Linked DNA regions of Pan troglodytes: region 1 is linked to region 2. The links are chromatin contacts, called in public capture Hi-C maps. All regions are on one chromosome and are shown on one strand. Each heading gives the region's core, a stretch centred on a gene start, on an enhancer-like site or on the middle of the called end of the contact. The rest is flanking DNA. Distances are from core to core; before and after follow the strand shown. Region 1 overlaps EGFLAM (EGF like, fibronectin type III and laminin G domains). Region 2 has its middle 35 kb from the start of OSMR.

The links. Capture Hi-C pulls out chosen DNA fragments and counts their contacts.
Region 1: a contact with region 2 is called in a capture Hi-C map of stem cell-derived neural stem cells, with 6 times the contacts expected there. The contact joins two enhancer-like sites. A contact is called at or near these places in 5 of 7 Hi-C or Micro-C datasets (blood, induced pluripotent stem cells, a lymphoblastoid cell line and 1 more) and 1 of 1 other capture datasets (stem cell-derived neural stem cells).

What each region holds. Positions count from the first base shown.
Region 1 is chr4:74,357,409-74,361,665 of NHGRI_mPanTro3-v2.0_pri, forward strand. It overlaps EGFLAM (EGF like, fibronectin type III and laminin G domains), which reads right to left. Exons shown (of 22, transcript XM_016953398.4): 17 at 1,212-1,392. Among named protein-coding and RNA genes, the nearest start is that of LIFR, 160 kb to the left of the region's middle. Within about 2 kb of position 2,828, at least 1 of the 24 cell types and tissues checked has an H3K27ac peak or open chromatin away from gene starts, as enhancers often do. A contact at or near this core is called in stem cell-derived neural stem cells, where this site is marked.
Region 2 is chr4:73,986,481-73,990,347 of NHGRI_mPanTro3-v2.0_pri, forward strand. No RefSeq gene overlaps it. Among named protein-coding and RNA genes, the nearest start is that of OSMR, 35 kb to the left of the region's middle. Within about 2 kb of position 2,206, at least 11 of the 24 cell types and tissues checked have an H3K27ac peak or open chromatin away from gene starts, as enhancers often do. A contact at or near this core is called in stem cell-derived neural stem cells, where this site is marked.

The sequences.
Region 1 (4,257 bases), core at 1,578-4,077, 370 kb after region 2:
CCATGTAGATTTCAAATTCATTTAAACATAAGAAATACTACTAAGCCTTCCAATTGGCAAATTGGCATCTTTCATATTTTCCAAGACTGCTGCAAAATGACAAAATGACTTCTCCTACCATTCCATATACCAGCATACCTACCTGTAATTTATAGTTTTCCTCTAAGCCCTAATTCTGATAAAAATCAACAACCTGGAAATAAGAAAGACAGTGCACATTCCTTCAGAGGCTCATTGCTTTATTTCTTCCAGGCTTGTTTTTTTTTTTTTTTTTTTTTTTAAGTTCCTGGGCAGGAAAGGCCACACTGAGACTGAAAAATGAAGGCCCAACATGATGGATATATGTGGGAAGCCTATTCTAGATACCAGGGCCGTGTCCTCAGCTTCCCATAAGCAGGTACAGAAAGCAAGTCCAGCAGGGTCTCATGGTCTATGACCTGCCTTGGCTTTCAGTCTAGGGCAAGATGGAAACTGAGTAGCCCACAGCACCTGCTAATGGATTTTATTTTTCTCCCCACGAATAATAATGACCAGTATTGGTTGGTTGCTTGAGTACTTACCAGGCCCTCTTCTAAATGTTCTGGATACATTGTCTCATTTAGTCAATACTATAACCCTCTGTGTTAGACACACAATAATACTGCTATTATTATTCCCATTTTACAGTTGAGAAAACTGAGGCACAGCAATTTGATAGCCTAAAAAATAGCACTATACAGAAGGTTATGCATACTTTAGTTTGGAGCAACTAATGTATAATTTGTGTTTTTGCATATTTGGGCAAGGTTTCTCTTATACAGCATGCAAAGACAGGGGTTAAAATATTTATCAGTCTACAAAGCATAGGCATTCATCTATCAGGATAGGCTCTGGGAGTGGCTCAGATGCAAAAGTCCTGGAAACCCCTACTCTGTTATGGGTTAACTCTTGGGTTGCTAGACTATGAGGTGATTCTCAAGGAAGGAGCCAGGGCAGAGGGTGGGGAACCTATTTACTCACTGTTAGCAGAAGTATTTCAGCATTTAACTCTTATTAAGGAATTATGGTAGTTTATAAATAATCATCTAATAAGTTATTGAAATAATTGATCAAAATAACCAGTATGGTTGTACCACTGTTACAACTCTTCCATTAAGAGTTGTGGTCCCCCAATTGGCTGTCCGTTCCTTCCACTCCCTCCAGGGAGCTGTGCCTCAGACCCCTGAGCGTACCTTTCTGGCAGTGAAGCCCCTCAAAGCCCAAGGGGCAGTCACAGTCATAGCCCTCCTTCCTGGGCCGGCAGCTGCCCCCATGGGCACAAGGGGCTCTCACACAGGGGTGGGCCGCATTCTCCACATTCACTCCGGAGGTGAAGTCATGCTTCACATGGATGGTTCGGTCATTCAGGATGATCTTGAGAGAGAAAAACATAAAGAAATTCAGGAATTAAGAAACATCTTTGTAGTCTTCTAAAGCTTCCCTTGGCACATTAACCTGAGCTACACATAGGGAGATTAAAAAAAATTTTTTTAAGTCCAGTTTCCACTTTTTTTTTTTTTTTTGGAGATGGAGTCTTTCTGGGTTGCCCAGGCTGGAGTGCAGTAGCGCAATCTTGGCTCACTGCAACTTCTGCCTCCTGGGTTCAAGCAATTCTCCTGCCTCAGCCTCCCAAGTAGCTGGAATTACAGGCACCCGCCACTACGCCCGGCTAATTTTTGTGTTTTTAGTAGAGATGGGGTTTCACCATGTTGGCCAGGCTGGTCTCGAACTCCTGACCTCAGGTGATCTGCCCACTTCAGCCTCCCAAAGTGCTGGGATTACAGGCGTGAGCCACCGCGCCAGGCCTAGTTTCTGCTTTCATAGTCTTGTCATCTATGCAGGAGCTGAAGTGATCCCAAGTTGATCCACTTGGGAGAATCTGCAGAGTGACGCGCTCCTCTGGTTCCGGAAGACTGGCCACTTGGTTAGGTTGTAAAGAAGTCCCAAGAACTACAAAGTTCGGATTTCAACCCAGCTGCACATTAGAACCACCTGGGGGGCTCTTAAGAAATACTAATGCCCAGACCCGCCCAGACCCATTGAACCAGAATCTCTGAAGGTGAGACCAAGTCGTCAGTAACTTTAAAAAGTTTTTGAGAGTCACCTCAGAAGATGCAGCCCAGGCTGGGAGACACTGGTATATAAAGCAGAGTGGGGAGAGTGCAAAACACAGCGTTACGGAGGCGGAAGTCAAACAGGGCACCCTGGCTCCCGGTGGCTGTGGAATCCAGAGACACTTCCTAGTGTAATCCTTTATGTTTCCAACTAATGTTCTCAAGCAGTCTTCTAAAATTCCATCAGCTGGACCTCCCCGATTGTCCCACTCACTCCTGCTATCCTCCTTCCCTGACGTTCCTGAATCCCCTCCCTCTGCACATTCCCTTCCCCACTTAAGAAACAAAAGTGAAACACAGGTCGCATTCTTTACCCCACTGTGCATGGATTTACTGGTGCTCAAGAGCTCCCTTGCACCTTCTGCCCTGCAATGTGACTCTAGTGAAACTGATAAATTATGAGGAGGGGCTACTGGGTTCCCTAGCCCCAAATAAATGGATCCAACTTTACCAGCCCTTGATTCAGAATATGTATTTACTTTGAACTGTTGCTGGCTTTGCAGAACTTCGAGACAGACAGTAAGAACACCTCCCAGGGGAACCCCCACTGCCCAGGGGTTATAAGAGGTTAGCAATGGCACTTCCTGCCACGAATCTAAGCTTCCAAAGGCTTGCCTGGCCCTTGGAGAGCATTGGGAGAGTTGAGAGAAAACTTTTCCCCAGTCCTGAATCTGAGAAGCTGCTAGAAAGTAGCCAGGATCCTTTTACAATCTCCCCCTTTCAGGCTGCAAGTGAAGGACCATGAAACTGCGTAATATGTGCTGAGACAAGCCAAGAATGGCACTGTTCACTACAGGACATGGCCCAGCCCGTGAATCAGGCAAGAGAGGGTGGTCTTTCTAGCAGGAGATAGGGAGAGGGTTGTGTGTGCTGCGTGAAGGGGAGGGCACAGCCTGAGAAGAGCGGGCAGAGGATGGGAAACGTCTTAGCATCCCAGCTTGTTTCCTAGGTGAGAATTTGAAACACCTGGTTAAGCATGGCCAATCCCACTCATGGGGGAGAATGGTCTGAACTGAGGTATCACAGACCTCGAAGTTCAGTAACAAAGGGAAACACGTGAATGTCAGCAAATGTTGACTGGGCCTGACACTGTGATGGGAGATAAAATGGTCACAGTACCAGGGGCCCTTTTCAGTGAAAGGAGGGACTTCTTTCATCATTCCTCCTTCACCTTAGCCTCCCTCATGCTCCATCTCAGGTCCAAAAAGGATCCTTTAGCCACCATTGGTCACTAAAGGAAAACAGGATGAAGCTAACACCCAGGAACTAAACGTGCTTTTCTTCAGATCCTTGTTCTCCCAGTGTTTGGTGGTTCTGCCCACCTGGGCTGGGGAGTCAAGCTGCAGGTCTGTTGCAGACAGAGCATGACTTCATAACCACAGAGATCATGGGCAGCCCCAAGAGAAGGAATAAAAGAGAGCAGGCCAGAAGCAGTGGCTCATGCCTGTAATCTCAGCACTTTGGGAGGCCAAGGTGGGCAGATCACGGGGTCAGGAGTTCGAGACCAGCCTGGCCAACATGGTGAAACCCTGACTCTACTAAAAATACAAAAATTAGCTGGACGTGGTGGCAGGCGCCTGTAATCCCAGCTATTCGGGAGGCTAAGGCAGGAGAATCGCTTGAACCCAGGAGGTGGAGGTTGCAGTGAGCCGAGATCACGCCACTGCACTACAGCCTGGGCGACAGAGCGAGACTCAGTCTCAAAAAAAAAAAAAAAAAAGAGAGAGAGAGCAGGGAGTCAGTATCTTTCACTGAATGTTTTTTTCCTGAACCTTCTAGGGAAGAACTCTTTAATCTGTGCTCTTAAGAGCTTGGTTACATGATCAATGAACACCAACTGCTAAAGTGTAGGGGTGGGGATGAGCACTGGCTCTAATGTTGAGCAAACTGCAAAGTACCGCAAAAGAGAAGCGCAGAGCCAAGGTTGCTATTCACCTCCGTCCACCTCCTTCCCTACTGTGGAAGTATCTGCAGACACATGATGCCATTTCACTCCCTCAGCAGTCCTAATATAGTTTGGTAGATTTGCCATAAAAATTCATCATCACCAAGTAGCATTCATGGAATGTCTGCCGGGCATAGACCCAGGAGCAGATGTTCTAAGAAAGTGAGGTTGGAAAGCCAT
Region 2 (3,867 bases), core at 956-3,455:
AAATGCTATAGAATACAGCAGTCAAAAAAGTCTTTGGTCTTTAGTATGGCTATCCATGTCTTCTTATCCATAAAGAATTTGTAATAATTTTTCAGAACAAAGACTCTTGATCCAATTCAGATGAGAATGTGTGATTATACAAATATGGGTGCAGGATGAACATAAAAAATAGGAAGATGTAGACTACTCTGCTCTCAAATCAAATTAATATTCCTTTTTTTGCAGTTTAATTAGGCATAAATAAAAAGCCACGTGAAGCCTGGAGATACTGGACATAGCAGATTTGTCAAGCCATTTTTCCCACCACCAGTGCCTGAGCACGACCTCATTTATCTTGGTCAATGAAGCTCAAGGAAGCATTGCACTTTGGCTTCCGCTTTAAGTTTTGTATGTTGATATGTATCCCATGTCTTCTAACAATAAAGTGCTATTTCACTGACATTAATCACTGTCAAAGTCTTTCTGGTAAATTCCTTAGGCACTCGCCTTGCGGGAAAAGGCATCGGTTTGCCATATCCTAAGAAATGGGCTGTTCATAATGTTGTGTTGTAACTTGATTCTTGTGAGGCATTGGTTGAATAGAATAATAGACCAGAGTCAATGACGATACACAGAGGCTAGCCCTTCAAAGATGGCTCCAAAAATTAATTCTTGTTTTTATTTGCCTATAGTGTCAGTTCAATTGACTAATAATATGACTCTTGGTCATATTACTATGATTAAGAAAAGGTACCAGTTTTCAAATAGTCTAGGTGTTTAATCTAAAATTACATAACAGTTTCTTGCTGTTTGGGAGTATAGGGTAGCCAGGCAGGATCCTTGCACTTAAGAAACTTAAAATGTAATACATGAAAAAGCAAGTGAACAAAAAAAACCTTGGTTATCAATTGGTCAACTGCATTAATTGAGCATCCATTTGAGATAGAGCAGTGGTCTTCAAACTTTTTTGAATGCTTTTCTCCTAAAAGAATTTTTTTTTATTATTATTATACTTTAAGCTCTAGGGTACATGTGCACCACATGCAGGTTTGTTACATATGTATACATGTGCCATGTTGGTGTGCTGCACCTCCTAAAAGAATTTTTAAAAGCTGGACACCTGCTCCTATTTCTGCTGCCAATGTGAAGGTATCAAAAAGAAATTGCCATTGGGGGCTGCTACGCAGGCACAATACGCTATGCTAATTAACGAAGACCGCTTCAGGTAGGATCAAAAAACATGACTGGTTTATTAGGATGCTAGTTTTAGACGGAGTCTCACTCTGTTGCCCAGGCTGCAGTGCAGTGGCACGATCTCGGTTCACTGCAACCTCCGCCTCCCGGGTTCAAGCGATTCCCCTGCCTCAGCCTCCTGAGTAGCTGGGATTACAGGCGCCTGTCACCATGCCAGGCTAATTTTTATATGTTTTTCGTAGAGATGGGGTTTCACCATGTTGGCCAGGTTGGTCTCGAACTCCTGACCTCAGGTGATCCGCCCGCCTCGGCCTCCTAAAGTGCTGGGATTACAGGCGTGAGGCACCGTGCCCGGCCGGGTGTGCTGCATTTTCAGCACGTACACCAAGTGTCTCCTCATGGGGCTAATGTGTGGGAGCAGGGAAGCCACAGTTCACTTTCCAGAACCCAAAAGGGGCAAAGTGACATCATAAAATTGTCAGAATGTCCCTTGACACAACCGTACTTGTTTGTCTGCAGCACCGTGTCCTTGGTGAGCCCCTCTTCCCTTCTGGACATGAAGACATCGCCCAGAAGTAACTCTTTAACTTAAGATATCTTTAACGTAAGATAGAATCAAGTTCTTTTTGAAGCAAAAACTGCATAGTCACAGCTATTACTAGAAAAAAAAAAAAAAAAAAACAAGTTCAGAGAATCAAGCACTTGTCCTCGTAAGTTTTGATTACTATTGCCTTTGGGTCAGATTCTCTCATTAGAGTCAAATAAATGTTTTCCATCATGACCAAAAAATGTTTTATACAAATTCCATTTCCCAGAACTCTGTGAATGAAATGGAAACCCCCTTTTCTGGTTGTGGAAAAAAACCAATCCAAAACAAACCCCACAACCTCCCAGCTCCATCTTTCTTAAGTACCCCCTGTTTTTGCTAGGTGGCGCCATAGGCTAATGCATGGGTCTTCCTCGGCTTCCCGGGCGGCCGCCTTCTGTGAGGCAGGAACAAAGGCCTTTGCGGTTCCCTTGGAGTTTAAGATCAGACCAGCCCACAGGAGATGAGATCCGTTTGCCAAGACTCGCCTCTGTCGTGTTAGGAGCTGCCCCCTCCCCTCTCCTGATTGATCACAGCTGGTAGTGAGGGGATTCTTGGCCATGTGCTTTAGCCGTTCTTGAGGGAAATTCTGGGGGATCTTAAACTTGATCCTAAATATTGCGTTTCTCTCTATCTAAGTCTCCTAAAAATTGTTCATGTATTTGGGGAGGAAGGCTCACGCTCATATTGAAGAGTGAAAGGAAGGGGACAATAATTCAAAGGTTTGCACCAACTCCCTCCCAATCCCCTGCACAAGGTTAATGTGTGGGGAAATCCCTGTCCTTCCTGAGAGCCCTGATGTTTCCCAGTCTGGCAGGGGCCAGGACAACCTTTCTCCATCCTGCAGGTCACAGAGCCAGCTTGTTGTGGAGGAACAGGAGGCCCTGTTGTAGGAGGGGTGGCACAGGTCCCACAAGCCCTATGGGGTTTGGAGGACACCCAGGCGCCTACTGACTTAGCAAGAGAATCCCCTTTCCCACCCTGCTAGAGGCCTGAAGCTCCAAATTACTGACTTCTTTGCCTTAAAGCATTAGAGACTCCCCGAACACAAATATGACAGAAAAGCTTTACTTGGAAATGTTGGAGGATGAATTGCAAAATGGCACTGCTCGGAGAGATCCCCAGGGAGGAGCTGGTCGTGGACCGGGCGGGGCGGCGAGGGCTGCAGGGAGCAAGAGCAGAACACTGGAGTGGAGGCGACTTCACTGCCTTCGCGCCTCCAGGAGGAACCACGGCTTCCTTCTGCCTGCAGTGTCTGCAGCCTGGGAGTCCCCCAGATCCGTGATGGCCAAGGCCGCATGCCCCGGAGAATCTGGATTTCAAATACTGTCCTGATAGCTGCCTAAACACCCACATAGTAGTCCTCCCATGGGTCCTGGTTGGGGTTCAAACACATTCCTACCCTACCCAGCCTTCCCTGAAATCCGCGTCATGCTGAGGGCAGCCCTGACAGTGGCCGCGGGTCCTTGTTGAGGACGCAAGAGGAGGAGGAGCCTCAGCCAGGTGAAAGATCGTCCATATATTCCAAGAAGGAAGCTTCATAAACATGCAAACCTGCACAGCACAGGACACACTAGTAGGAATGCTCTTAACATTGCAAGTCAGAGGACAGATTCCAGAAAATAGAAGGGAGAAAATACATAAGTAATATATAAAAGTCAAAACGGGAAGGAGAAGAGCTTTTAAAAATTGACAAAAAACATATTCATATATAGAGATTATATATTAATGTATATATGAATATATATGACATATATATAGTCACAAGAAGAAAAACACAAAAACTCCAAAATTAGAGAGAGAAGAAGCTGGGAATAAAAACATATATATCTATGGATTTTTCATGACTATATTTTGAGTTCACTTGTGATACTCATCCAAAAGATATTTATTTGAGCAATTGTAGAAATGTGTATGATGCCATGTCCATCTCAGTATCTCTGTTTCAACCTTGAGGAATCTATCAGCCCTTCCTGCATTTATCTCTGTCACGGGAACAATGCTTCTTTTGGCAGTAAACATCAGTATACTTAAGTGCCATGAGTCATATTTTCAATTTTTAATTAAATCATGGTCTAGCTAAGGTTTGATTTATTTTGGCCTGAATT